Linked DNA regions of Mus musculus: region 2 is linked to region 1. A link is a contact called in public HiChIP or PLAC-seq data. All regions are on one chromosome and are shown on one strand. The core of a region is the stretch at or near the end of the contact, and the rest is flanking DNA. Distances in the headings are between cores, read along the strand shown. Region 1 holds the start of Zmym6 (zinc finger, MYM-type 6). Region 2 overlaps Dlgap3 (DLG associated protein 3).

Region 1 (5,601 bases), core at 1,223-3,722:
TTTCAGCACTTGAGAAGCAAAGGCAAGAGGATCAGAAGTTTAAGGTCACCCTGAGCTACTCAGTAAATCTAAGGACAGCCTGGGTTACATGAGACTGTCTCAAAACACACTAACCCTATAATGTCCATTGCTCTTAAAATCAAAATCAAAATTCGTAAGTTTCTGATCTGCTGAATCTTCTTGACTCAAGCTACATATGGAAGGGCATGTTTTCTGAAATCTTACTATCTACGTTTGAACCCTATCTAATGTTTACTAACTGATCCATACACATGCTTAGCTTTTTTGAGTTCTGGCATCCTCATGTGTAAAATAATAGTATCAGAGATGTGAGCGAGATAATGGCACACTCTCAGGCATGCAATGATATTAATAATCACATTAATGCCACATTCTACTATACGATACATATTACACATTACACCATCTATTAGTGTCCCTAATCATCATTACCATTTCTATATTTTTTAAAGACTTATTTATGTACTTGAGTACAGTGCTGCTCACTTCAGACACACCAGAAGAGGGCTTCAGATCCCATTAAAGATGGTTGTCATCCACCATGTCGATTTACTGTAGAGGATTGAACTCAGGACCTCTGGAAGAGAAGCCAGTGCTCTTAACCACTGAGCCATCTCTCCAGCCACTATATTTGTTTCTTTAACAAAAACAAATATCACACTTACCATGACCTTTTCTCATCTAAAGCACTAAAAACCTGATTAACGCACTGTCTAAGCCCTTTTCATCTTGCTTTAAGAGAAAACCACGCAGCAGGGTCATTTAGAAGGAAAGGAAATTTTCTCATAGCTCTGGAGGTTGTGAATTCCAAGACAAGGGGGCTGCATTTAGTCAAGTCTTCTAGTCACATTACAATGTAGCAAAGGGTAGGAGAGTGCCCAAGAAAGAACAAGACAGCAAGCAAAATGCCCAACTGGCTTTTAAAACCAAGCCACTCCTGGTAATGACAGAGCCTGTACTTGGATCTTTACCTCTCAGGGTCACCCTCCAGCAATCACGCTGAAGCAGGAGTAAGTTTCCAATGAATAAAGTTTGGAGGCTCCATTCATTTTGGACTAGCACTGACAATTGCGCACTCACAGCACTGGGAATATACTCTACTACTTAATCGTATATCCCCCAGCCTCCATAGGACTCACCTAACGCATGAAAAAAATTAATCAGTTGGGTTGTATCAACGTATAAACCAGCAACCATTGAGTACCATTCATTTCCAATTCTCCGGAATAATACCAATTCTAACGCTAATAATTTTTAGTATTTTGAAAGTCAAAAGAAAATGCTTACATGAGCATCATCAGGTTCTTCTTTAATTCTGTCCAGAAGCCCTTGTTGTGCCATTGCTTTGTCACATCCACCATCCAAAGGTTCTTTCATTCTAAGTGCTTATGCCGAGTTCTTATCCCATCTAAAACTAAGATGACGCCTAAAACATAATATAAAGGATTGGTACTTGGGTTTTGTTTTCCTTCATACTAACATGTTAATAGCTTCAGGATCGAGCATTTGAGCAACACCCTTCTGGGACTAGGACTAACTGTTCTTTTTGCTCCTGGATTAGCTACCTTCCAATGAGAAAAGTCTTAGACAAGCACTATGGTCTTCACTATATTGGAGGTTGTTGCGATACAGACTGGCTGAACACGCCACAGGAGGACCCTAGCAAGTGGACAGCTGGACTCAGTACTTAATTTCTGATTGTGTGGACACTGACATGTGACTCATGTCTGCTCCAAGTGAGGCCTCACCTTTGCCTCTACCTCAGCCTGCACTAACAATAAGAACCGATTTCTCATCCTAAAGCCACTTCAGAGCCTCAGACGTCATCACAACTAGAACGCTAGGTTCCCATTTAGAGGTGGGCCAACTGGTCATTCTGGAGGCAACTCCCCCTAACGTCTTCCTATAAACCAGTGATTCTCAACATTCATAAACTCGGTTAATGTGGCGACCCCCAACTATAAAATTATTTCGTGGCTCCGTCATAACTGTAATTTTGCTAATTGCGAATTGTAATGTAAATATTTGATATGCGACCCTGTGAGGGTTGAGAATGGCTGCTAGAAACCCCTGTCTGGGCTCTCTTCAGATTCCCAAACGGTAGTACAAATGTAAGCCAAGCTATAAAGGAAACCCTCGCAAAAGGCCTGTCATCAATTCCAGCCAGCCATAGAAACAACAGGTTTTTTAAAACCCTGTTGCGAAGCCGGGTCGAGAACTTTCCACCACTTGCCACAGTTGTAACACTCTACAGGCGCGTATCCCTCCTCTGAATGTCGCAAGCTCTCCGGCGTTCCCGTTCGCAACCAGAATTCCCCAGCCTGTCCCCCAAAGGCCAGAGGAGGAACTCAGTCTCCAACGGAGCGCGCGAGCCGCCAACTGCAGCGAGCCTGAGGATGCTACGGCACCACCGCGGCGCAGCCCGCCGCCGGTCACGTGATGAGCTGCCACTCCGCCCCCGCCAGAAGGGGACGGTCCTGTCACGTGAGGTTACCCAGAACTTCCTGCGGCGCCTAGTCACGTGGAGGGCCACGCCCCGTTTGGGCACGTGGTACGTTGCCCCCTCACAAGCCCACAGGCCTGAGCGGCTTTCTCTAGCCCGGTAGGACACCCGCCTCCAATGAGACGCCAGTCGGAGAATGCACAAAAGCATTCAAGGTCTCAGGTGGGGACCATGACAAATTACTTTACTGGAATCGCCTGAGGAATGGCAACGCAACGCCTTGACAACTGCGCGTGCGCACTCCTATTTATGCGCTAGACCTGAGGTAATTGGACGTTCCCGGCCTTCATTCCCGCCCTCTATTCCCATCATGCCCTAGACCTAGCCGTCCCAGCATTCTCACTTCCGATATGATTGACTTCTTAAAGAGACAGGGCTGTGGAAAAAAAAAACTGGAGGGCTGTAGAGTTGGCCCAGTGGTTAAGAGCACTGACTGCTCTTCCAGAGGTCCTGAGTTCAATTCCCAGCAACCACATGGTGGCTCACAACCATCTGTAATGGAATCCAATACCCTCATCTGGTGTGTCTAAAGACAGCTACAGTGTACTCATATACATAAAATAAATAAAATCTTTAAAAAAAGAAAAGAAAAAGCTGGAAGGAGAAATGGAGGAATGTCAAAGCTCAGAAGTGTTAGATGGAGCTGTATATGCCCTTCTCCATTTTTTAATGTGCATCACAGTTGAGGAACATAGGAGAAAGATGACTAGCGCTCAACCATCTTTCTCTTTTTTGGCCTATAGTCAGGACAAAGTCTCATAGCTCAATAAACCAAGAAAATCCCTCACAGACAAACTCAGATACCTGTCCCCAAGTTGATTCTAAATCCCATCAATTTAATAAGATTAATCATCACATGTGAACCTGAACCCCACTGGAGCTGGACTCCAGCACTTAAGGGGCAAAGATCTAAAATGAGAGAAGGCTGAGCACGAAAGATACTAAAGGGCATGGGAACAGGAGGATTCTGATTTGAGGAGAAGGGTCAACCAAAACAAAATTGTGTGAAAACACCAGAGGAAATCTACCCATACATGGTATTATAAATTATAATCAAATATTAGAGACAGTACACATAGTTTCTATTTAAAATGTATGTTTTTGTTTTCTATTATTTGATAATTTTATGCATGCATATGTGCTTTGATCAAATCCCTTCCCCTGTCCCCTGCCATTCACTCTGCCTTTTCAAACCCACTTGGTCCACTTAGTGATGTCTGCATGTGCATGGGCTTATCTTCTGCAGCATGGGTGTCATCTCATGTCCCATATCCCTGAAGAAAATGGACTAAATATCAAAGCGTTATTGCCGGGCATGGTGGTGCAAGCCTTTAATCCCAGCACTTGGGAGGCAGAGGCAGGCAAATTTCTGAGTTCGAGGCCAGCCTGGTCTACAGAATGAGTTCCAGGTCAGCCAGGGCTACACAGAGAAACCCTGCCTTGAAAAACCAAGTATATATATATATATGTGTGTGTGTGTGTGTGTGTGTGTGTGTGTGTATAATGTTACTAAATTCATGTTTTAAAAATATCTTCTCTGTATGATTGATGAGGTTTGGTTTTTTTTTTTTTTTTTTTTTTTTTTTTTTTTTGGTTTTTCGAGACAGGGTTTCTCTGTATAGCCCTGGCTGTCCTGGAACTCACTTTGTAGACCAGGCTGGCCTCGAACTCAGAAATCCACCTGCCTCTGCCTCTGCCTCCCGAGTGCTGGGATTAAAGGCATGCGCCACCACACCCGGGTTTTGGTTTGGTTTTTTGAGACATGGTTATACTGTGTAGCCCTGCTGTCCTAGAACTCACTCTGTAGTCAGTTGGCATTCACCTGCCTTTACCTCTCAAGTGCTGGGAATAAAGACATGTATCATCACGGCCTGACTGATTGAGTTTTTCTAAAATAAAACATTTGCTTTAAAACCGGTTCAAATTTTTAAACCTCTGAACTGAGGTGGTGAGTGCCTGCAATCTCAGCACTCAGAAGACAGCAGGGCTATCCTTAGCTAAATAACAAGTCTGAAGGCAGCTTGAACTACATGAAATGCTATGATGAAAAAAATCCATGAGTCTTCAGTTTTCTACCTACAGAAAGAAGCTGGCAAAGACTAGTAGAGGAGCTAGAGAGATGGCTCAGCAATTAAGAGCATTTATTCTTGCAGAAGACCTGGGATCTGTTACCAGGACCAACATGGCAGCTTTCAAGCACCTGTAACTCCCGTTTCTGGGGACACAGTGCCCTCTTCTGACATCTGAGGGCAACAGACACACACATGGTACACAGATAAACTTGCAGACAGAAGATTCATAAACTTAAAATTAAAAAAAAATGTTTAAATCTAGCAGACTTCAGTGGGCAGATGGCTTAGTTAGTAAAGTGCTTACTATGTAAGCATAAAGACTTGTGCTCAGACTCTCAGAATGCACATAAAATCTGGGTGTGGCAGCATATACCCCATATCCTATCACTGAGAGTGTACACACAGGAGGATCCTTGGTTCAGTGAGAAACCCTATCTCAAGAAATTAGGTATAGAAGCAATTAAAGAAGAAACCTGTAGTGGCTATTCGTGCTTTTCAACTTGTCTACATCTGGAATTAACAGAAATAAAACAAAACAACCAAAAACTGGGGCACAATTGTGAGGGATTTTTGCTTAATTTGAAGTGGAAAGATCTGCTTATAATCTGGATCCATTTATAATCTGGGAAAATACACCCTTAATTCTGAATTTTTTGAAGTGGGAAGATAAGCCTCTACTGTGGGCCATACCTTCTGTTGGAAGCCTATGTAATGACAAAGAAGAAGGAAACCTTGCTCTTTGCCTGCCTACTTTTGCCTCAATAGTAAGTCCATCCCTACACTGGCATTTAGAGCTTACTACTTCTAGATTCCAGCATATTTGGAAGACTATCTGAGACATCCAGCCTTGTAGATCAAATGACTACTGGATTCTTGGACCTTTAGTTCATAGGCAACTGTTGTTAGATTAGCTGGGCCACAACCTGTAAGTCATTAGAGAGAGAGAGAGAGAGAGAGAGAGAGAGAGAGATCCTTGATTACAAGGTTAAGGCATTTGTTATATAA
Region 2 (5,601 bases), core at 2,076-4,575, 150 kb before region 1:
CCTGACTGCCCTCAAGATCACTCGTCAGCTCTGCAGCCCCTCAGCAGTCCTCCTGCATTTAGAACAACCCCACTATTTTGATTAGTCTCTCTTTCTGATAACAGCCAGGTATGGCTGGCTATACTCTCTTGGTTCCCTAGGAATACTTGTGCTTTTGAACTCCAGTTGGCCCTCTAGTTCCTTCTAAGCACCAGCGTTTGCCAACACTGGGGGTCACGATATGTTTTCCCAACAACTACATTTCTGAAGAGGTACCATCTCAACGTGTTTCCCTGCTGTAAGTTTTGGTTGTTTTGATGGTTGTTTGGTTTTGTTTGGTTTTGCTTTTTAAGATTTATTTATTTATTTTATATATGTAAGTACACTGTAGCTATCTTCAGACACACCAGAAGAGGGCATCAGATCCCATTACAGATGGTTGTGAGCCACCATGTGGTTGCTGGAAATTGAACTCAAGGCCTCTGGAAGAGCAGTCAGTGCTCTTAACCACTGAGCCATCTCTCCAGCCCTGGTTTGGGTTTTTGTTTGTTTGTTTTTGTTTTTTTTTTTTTTTTTTTTTTTTGAGACAAAGTTTCTCTGTGTAGCTCTGGCTGTCCTGGAATTCACTCTGTAGACCAGGCTGGCCTCAAAGATCCACCTGCTTCTGCCTCCCTAGTGCTGGGATTAAAGGTGTGTGCCACCACTGGCTGGCTCCTGCTATAAGAGTTTTGAGTCCTAAACAACCCCACAGGCTCTTGTGTACGAACAATTGGTCCCCAACTGTGGACAATGTTTGGGAGGTGGTGGAAGTTTTGAGACCTGGGACCTAAGTGGCAGAAATGGGCTACTGCACCGTGGGCCTTGAGGACTATCTGTTCTATTTCTGATACAGGCCTGGGCTCTCCGCTCCCTGATCTGCAATAAAGGAACAAGCCACAGACTCCTGTCATCATGCCTGCCCCCAGTGACAGCCTGCACTCTCTGAAACTCCAACCCAAAGTAAAGTTTTCCTCCTTGAAGTTGCCTCTGGAAGGTCATTCCCCATTCAACACACTATGCTCTTGGGCTCCACTGGTCTGACGCCTTCATCTGACCTCTGGGAAGTCCTGAAAGGATTCCACTCATCGGACTCCACACTATCTAGGACAGAAACACCAAATACACTAGGCTTTGTGGGTCTAAGCCCCCCTCCTCAGGAAACCATCTCAACCCATATATCCCAAGGTAGGCTGAGGGAGCTGAGAAGCTACTGTGCTCGGTGAAGCATGGCCCTCAGATATCATCCCCAGCTAAAAGTGCACAGGACAGGCAGGAGCCAGCCATCCTTGAGAACTAGGCATTAGTGTGGGACCAGATCATAATAAGAGAACATTGCATCTAAAACCCCAAGGACACCTGGACACTTCACAGGTAGGTGAACACAGTACAATACATAGCAAGAATGACCCAGAGAGGATAGGGAGGGGGCAGAGTCAGGAGAAACTGAGATGGCTCAGTAGGTGAAAGTGTTTGCTGCCAAGCCATAGAACCTGAGTTCAAACCCCCAGGTCCCGCAGAGTGTAAGAAGAGAATCAACTCCTTCAAGTCCTCCTCTGGCATTCCATGGTGCATAGGTTCACATGCACGTGCATATGTGTGTGTATACATACATATAGATAAATGTAATTTCAGAAAAAAACAAAACAACAAAAACCCCACTAAGCCAGGAGGAGTATGTAAAGGCAGACAGAGGGGAGGAAGGCCTCCAGAAGCTTCCAGCAAGGGTAAGCAGCTGATTGGAAACAAAGGTTAGCCAAGGCTCTGCTGGCCACAGCCAGAGCAGGTTCAGTGGGATGTGGGAGCCAGTGTGGGCTGCATCGGCTGCCAGGAGGTAGGGGAAACTAATTATAAAACAAGCTCATCGAAGATTGTCTCTGAGAAGCTGGCAGCAGTAAGAGGGATGTCCATCGAAGGAGGAGAGCTTGCTTTGTGGGGCTCTCTGTAGACATCCTGGAGGGAAGGGGTTTGTGCATCAGTGTTTTGCCTGCATGTAGGTCTGTGTGGGGATATTGGAGCCCCTGGAGTTACAGACAATTTTGAGCTTCCACATGGGTGCTGGGAATTGAACCTGGAAGAACAGTCAGTGCTCTTAACCACTGAGCCACCTCTCTAGCCCCAAGAGGTCCCTTTCTTAGTCCCTGGCAGGTAGACTACCTTCCATGGCAAAGGGGGTTTTGTGGACTTGCCCAGGTTCAGGCTCCTGAGATGAGATGAGTATCTTAGATTATCCGGATTTGATGATAAGAGTCAACTGTCTGGGTTTCAGACTCACTCAGGACGAATACCCCTGGGCACGCCAGTGAGGCCACTTCTGGAGGTGTCTCACTGAGGAAGGACAGTGCCATCCTAAGCAAACTGAAAGCCGGTTAGGCATCTTGTTATTTTGGGCATTCGTCTCTTGGCTTCCTGACTGTGGATGCAGTGTGGCCAGTCGCCTCAGGCCCCTGCTGTCTGCCTTCCCTGCCTTAAAGGACCATGTCCCCTAATCACAGAGAACGCTTCCTTCCTTAAGTTGCTTTAATAGATACTTTATAACAGCAACGAGAGGAGAGAGATGTGCCAGATGGGTGCAGATTAATCACATGGGTCATTTTAAATAAGAGAGGAAGGGCAGGAAGGAGATGGAGAAAGAAAACCGCAGGAAGGAGATAAATGGAGGTCTGGTATATGGCTCAGGGGAAGACTTCTTGCCTCACATGCACACGTGTGAAGCTCGGGGTTCAGTCTCCAACATCACAAAAATAAAGAGGAGAATAAACAGTAAAAAGCATCAAAATGGCTTCTTTCTTGATCCTCTAGAAGGGACATTGTATTGCTAACACTTTGATGTTAGCCCAGGTAAATCTAGGAACAACTTCTGAGCCCCAGAAATGTAGGATATCTAGATATAGGCACAGATAGATATTATAGGCATTGTAGATATAATATAAATTATATTATATATTACATTGCATTATATATATAATTTTATCATCACCTATCATGGCAGGGATGGGGAACAAACACAATGGGTAAAGATAAATCGAATGACTCAGAGAAGAGAAACAGTCCAAGTTGGGGAGGATAACAATTAACATTTTCTGAGCACTTAGTATGTGCTAAATTAATCAGTAGTTCAGTGGGAGCGAATTTACAATCAGGCCAAGCATCAGGGTGTCAGCACCATCCCTACTCACAGATGAGAAAAGCTACCCTTAACAGGCAAAGTGATTTCCTGAGATGGGACAGTGACCCAATCCATGCAGAGGCCACCTCAGGTCACTGCACCCCACCCCAGGCTACCCTATACTTAGGAAGAGAGCAGCAATCAGTTGCCTGACCATGGAGGCAGGGCTGATGGCTAAGAAGAGAGAAGAGGTACAAGCAAGGTAGGCGCTAGTGTGGACGTGGACACAAGTCCTGGAAGATGGCTGCGGTCATCACAATGAAGTGTGTGAGGAAGCTACCTGCTGGGGATTTTGGGGGGGGGGTCAGAAGAGGGAGGAGAGTGAGCTTTTGGGGCTGGGGGTGTCAGCTGGAGGGGTTAAATCTGGGTGCTCTAGAGCCAGACTGCCCGGCTCCAAAGCCAGCTGGACGGCTGGAGCCTGTCATCGTTTAAGTGAGATTGACAGCAGTAGCAGCTCTAGGGTGCTGCGAGATAATGGATGGGAAGAAGGGCCAGCACCTGGCCCGCCATTGTGCGAGCCATTGTGGAGATGCAGGGAAGTTTGTGGCTCTCGCTGCTGCGGAGAAAAGGAGCCTGCGGAACACAATAGCCCAGCGTAGTGCTGTGGGCCCCAGCTCGGGCATTGTAGTCATTAATTATTCTGATTGCTGTTGATCATTTCCATCTGTTCTCCCGCAGCCCTCGGAACAAAACCTCCTTTATCCTCCCTGTCACATGGCACCCGAGTCCGTTATTTGCATATCCGTCTCTCTCACTAAATAGAGCAGTTCCTCAAACATCAATGTTGGCTGGGCGGCTGATGGGTTGGTTGGCTGCTAGGGTGTGGGGAGTACTAATTATCCCCAACGTCTATTCTCCCTCTCTTCCTCAGTAACAGGATCCCATGATTTTAAGCTGGACAGGTGGCCTCTTGGGATAACAATTCATTTCCCAAGCTCCCTCATCACTTACATGGTGCGGCAAAGTTCTAGCCCATGGGATGTGAGCAGAACTATTATGTCCAACTTCTAGAAAGTGTTCTTCGAAACAAAGTGTTGGGCTGGGCATGTAGTTCAGTGGGAGAGAACTTTGCCTAACGTGCACAAGGCCATAATAAGGAAAGTGTGGTTAAAAGTAGGGTAAAGGGCAGCAGGATGGCTCGGTGGGTAAAGGAACCTGCACCATGCCCAACCGTAGGAGTTCCGTCTCTGAGCCTCATGCAGTGGAAGGAGAGAACCAACTCACAAGCCATCCTCTAACCTACACACACACACACACACACACACACACACACACACACACACAGTGTGCGGGGAGGGGGAGGTTATTATAACCTTTTTGTTGTTGTTGCCTTCCTTCTCCTTAATGACTATAATGTAGACTCAATGACTAGACCTCAAGGGACTATTTTAGAACATGAGCTACCATGTGGAGAAAGGAATATGCCAGAAACAGCCTGGGCTCTGACCCTGTGGATACCTAAGCAAGTAAGCAAGCAAGCAACTTCTGCCTTATGGAAGTCGCTGTCTTTCATGGATTTTCTATAATTCATGCCCAAACCTAATCCTAGAAATAGTATGAATTTTCAAGGTCTTGAAATGCAGAACTTACATCCCCATTTGGGTTTGGACTTTGATAGTCATGGCTGTGGTCTTCAGCAGCTGTAAGCACCAGGTAGGAACTGGCTTCTGCTGTCATTTTCCACTCATGTGGAACTGAAGCCTGGAAATCGTTATCATGGCTACTTCAGGGAGTTGTCCCTTCTGTGGCTCTCTGGACAGAAATTGGATTACCCCAAGAGACATAGTATTCAGGGAACATTCAGTACCCACAAACTGGCAAGGGTTTTGCCAGGAGTGTTTGGCAGCAGGAAGTCGGGGGTGGGAGAGGAGTGGGCAGGGGAGGGGGAATGGGGACATGTCAGCGCACCAGTCTCTGGAGAAGTAGCTCGTCTCTGAGAGAGCAGCCAAGACTTCAAGCCAGGATGCAGCAAGACAGACTTAGACATCACAGGGTCAGTTAAGAACCTCTCTGGACAGTCATGAAGAAGAGTGAAATTGTGACATTTACAGGAGAGGGACATCATCATGTTAAGCCAAATAAATCAGACTCGCAAAATAAGTCAGACTCACAAAATAGCTCTGTTTTTTTCAGATGCAGAATCTAGGGGTGTGTGTGTGTGTGTGTGTGTGTGTGTGTGTGTGTGTGTGACACAGAGAGAGGGAGACAGACAGACAGACAGACAGACAGACACAGAGAGACAGAAGCAGAGAGAGACAGAGACAGAGAGATGGAGACAAGGGGGTAGAAGGGAAACTATGTAGGGGAGAGGCAGGGGAGGGATTTAAAGAAAGAAAAACAAGGAAATAAGAAAGAATAGTAGAAATAAAAGGCAAATATCCCAAGCTGGGCAGCTATGGTGGCACACACCTTTAGTC

Evidence for each region. HiChIP or PLAC-seq counts read pairs in DNA pulled down with a chosen protein or histone mark.
Region 2: an H3K4me3 HiChIP or PLAC-seq map of embryonic basal ganglia shows a contact between it and region 1, with 2.9 times the contacts expected there. The contact joins the enhancer-like site here to the promoter of Zmym6 in region 1. A contact is called at or near these places in 14 of 484 Hi-C or Micro-C datasets (CD8 T cells, the P5424 cell line, cerebellar granule neurons and 8 more), 15 of 115 datasets of contacts at active chromatin or transcription factors (astrocytes, embryonic basal ganglia, embryonic forebrain and 7 more) and 3 of 9 other capture datasets (adipose tissue, liver and pancreatic islet).

The regions. Positions count from the first base shown.
Region 1 is chr4:127,074,254-127,079,854 of GRCm38.p6, reverse strand. Zmym6 (zinc finger, MYM-type 6) reads right to left here and starts at 2,472. Exons shown (of 14, transcript NM_001285885.1): 1 at 1,309-2,472. The coding sequence starts at 1,398.
Region 2 is chr4:127,225,710-127,231,310 of GRCm38.p6, reverse strand. The region is part of intron 8 of Dlgap3 (DLG associated protein 3); the gene reads right to left. It overlaps Gm52707 (a long non-coding RNA gene), which reads left to right. Exons shown (of 3, transcript XR_003955281.1): 2 at 1-277; 3 at 872-5,601. Among named protein-coding and RNA genes, the nearest start is that of Gm52707, 5.1 kb to the left of the region's middle. Within about 2 kb of position 3,325, at least 44 of the 459 cell types and tissues checked have an H3K27ac peak or open chromatin away from gene starts, as enhancers often do. A contact at or near this core is called in embryonic basal ganglia and embryonic forebrain, where this site is marked.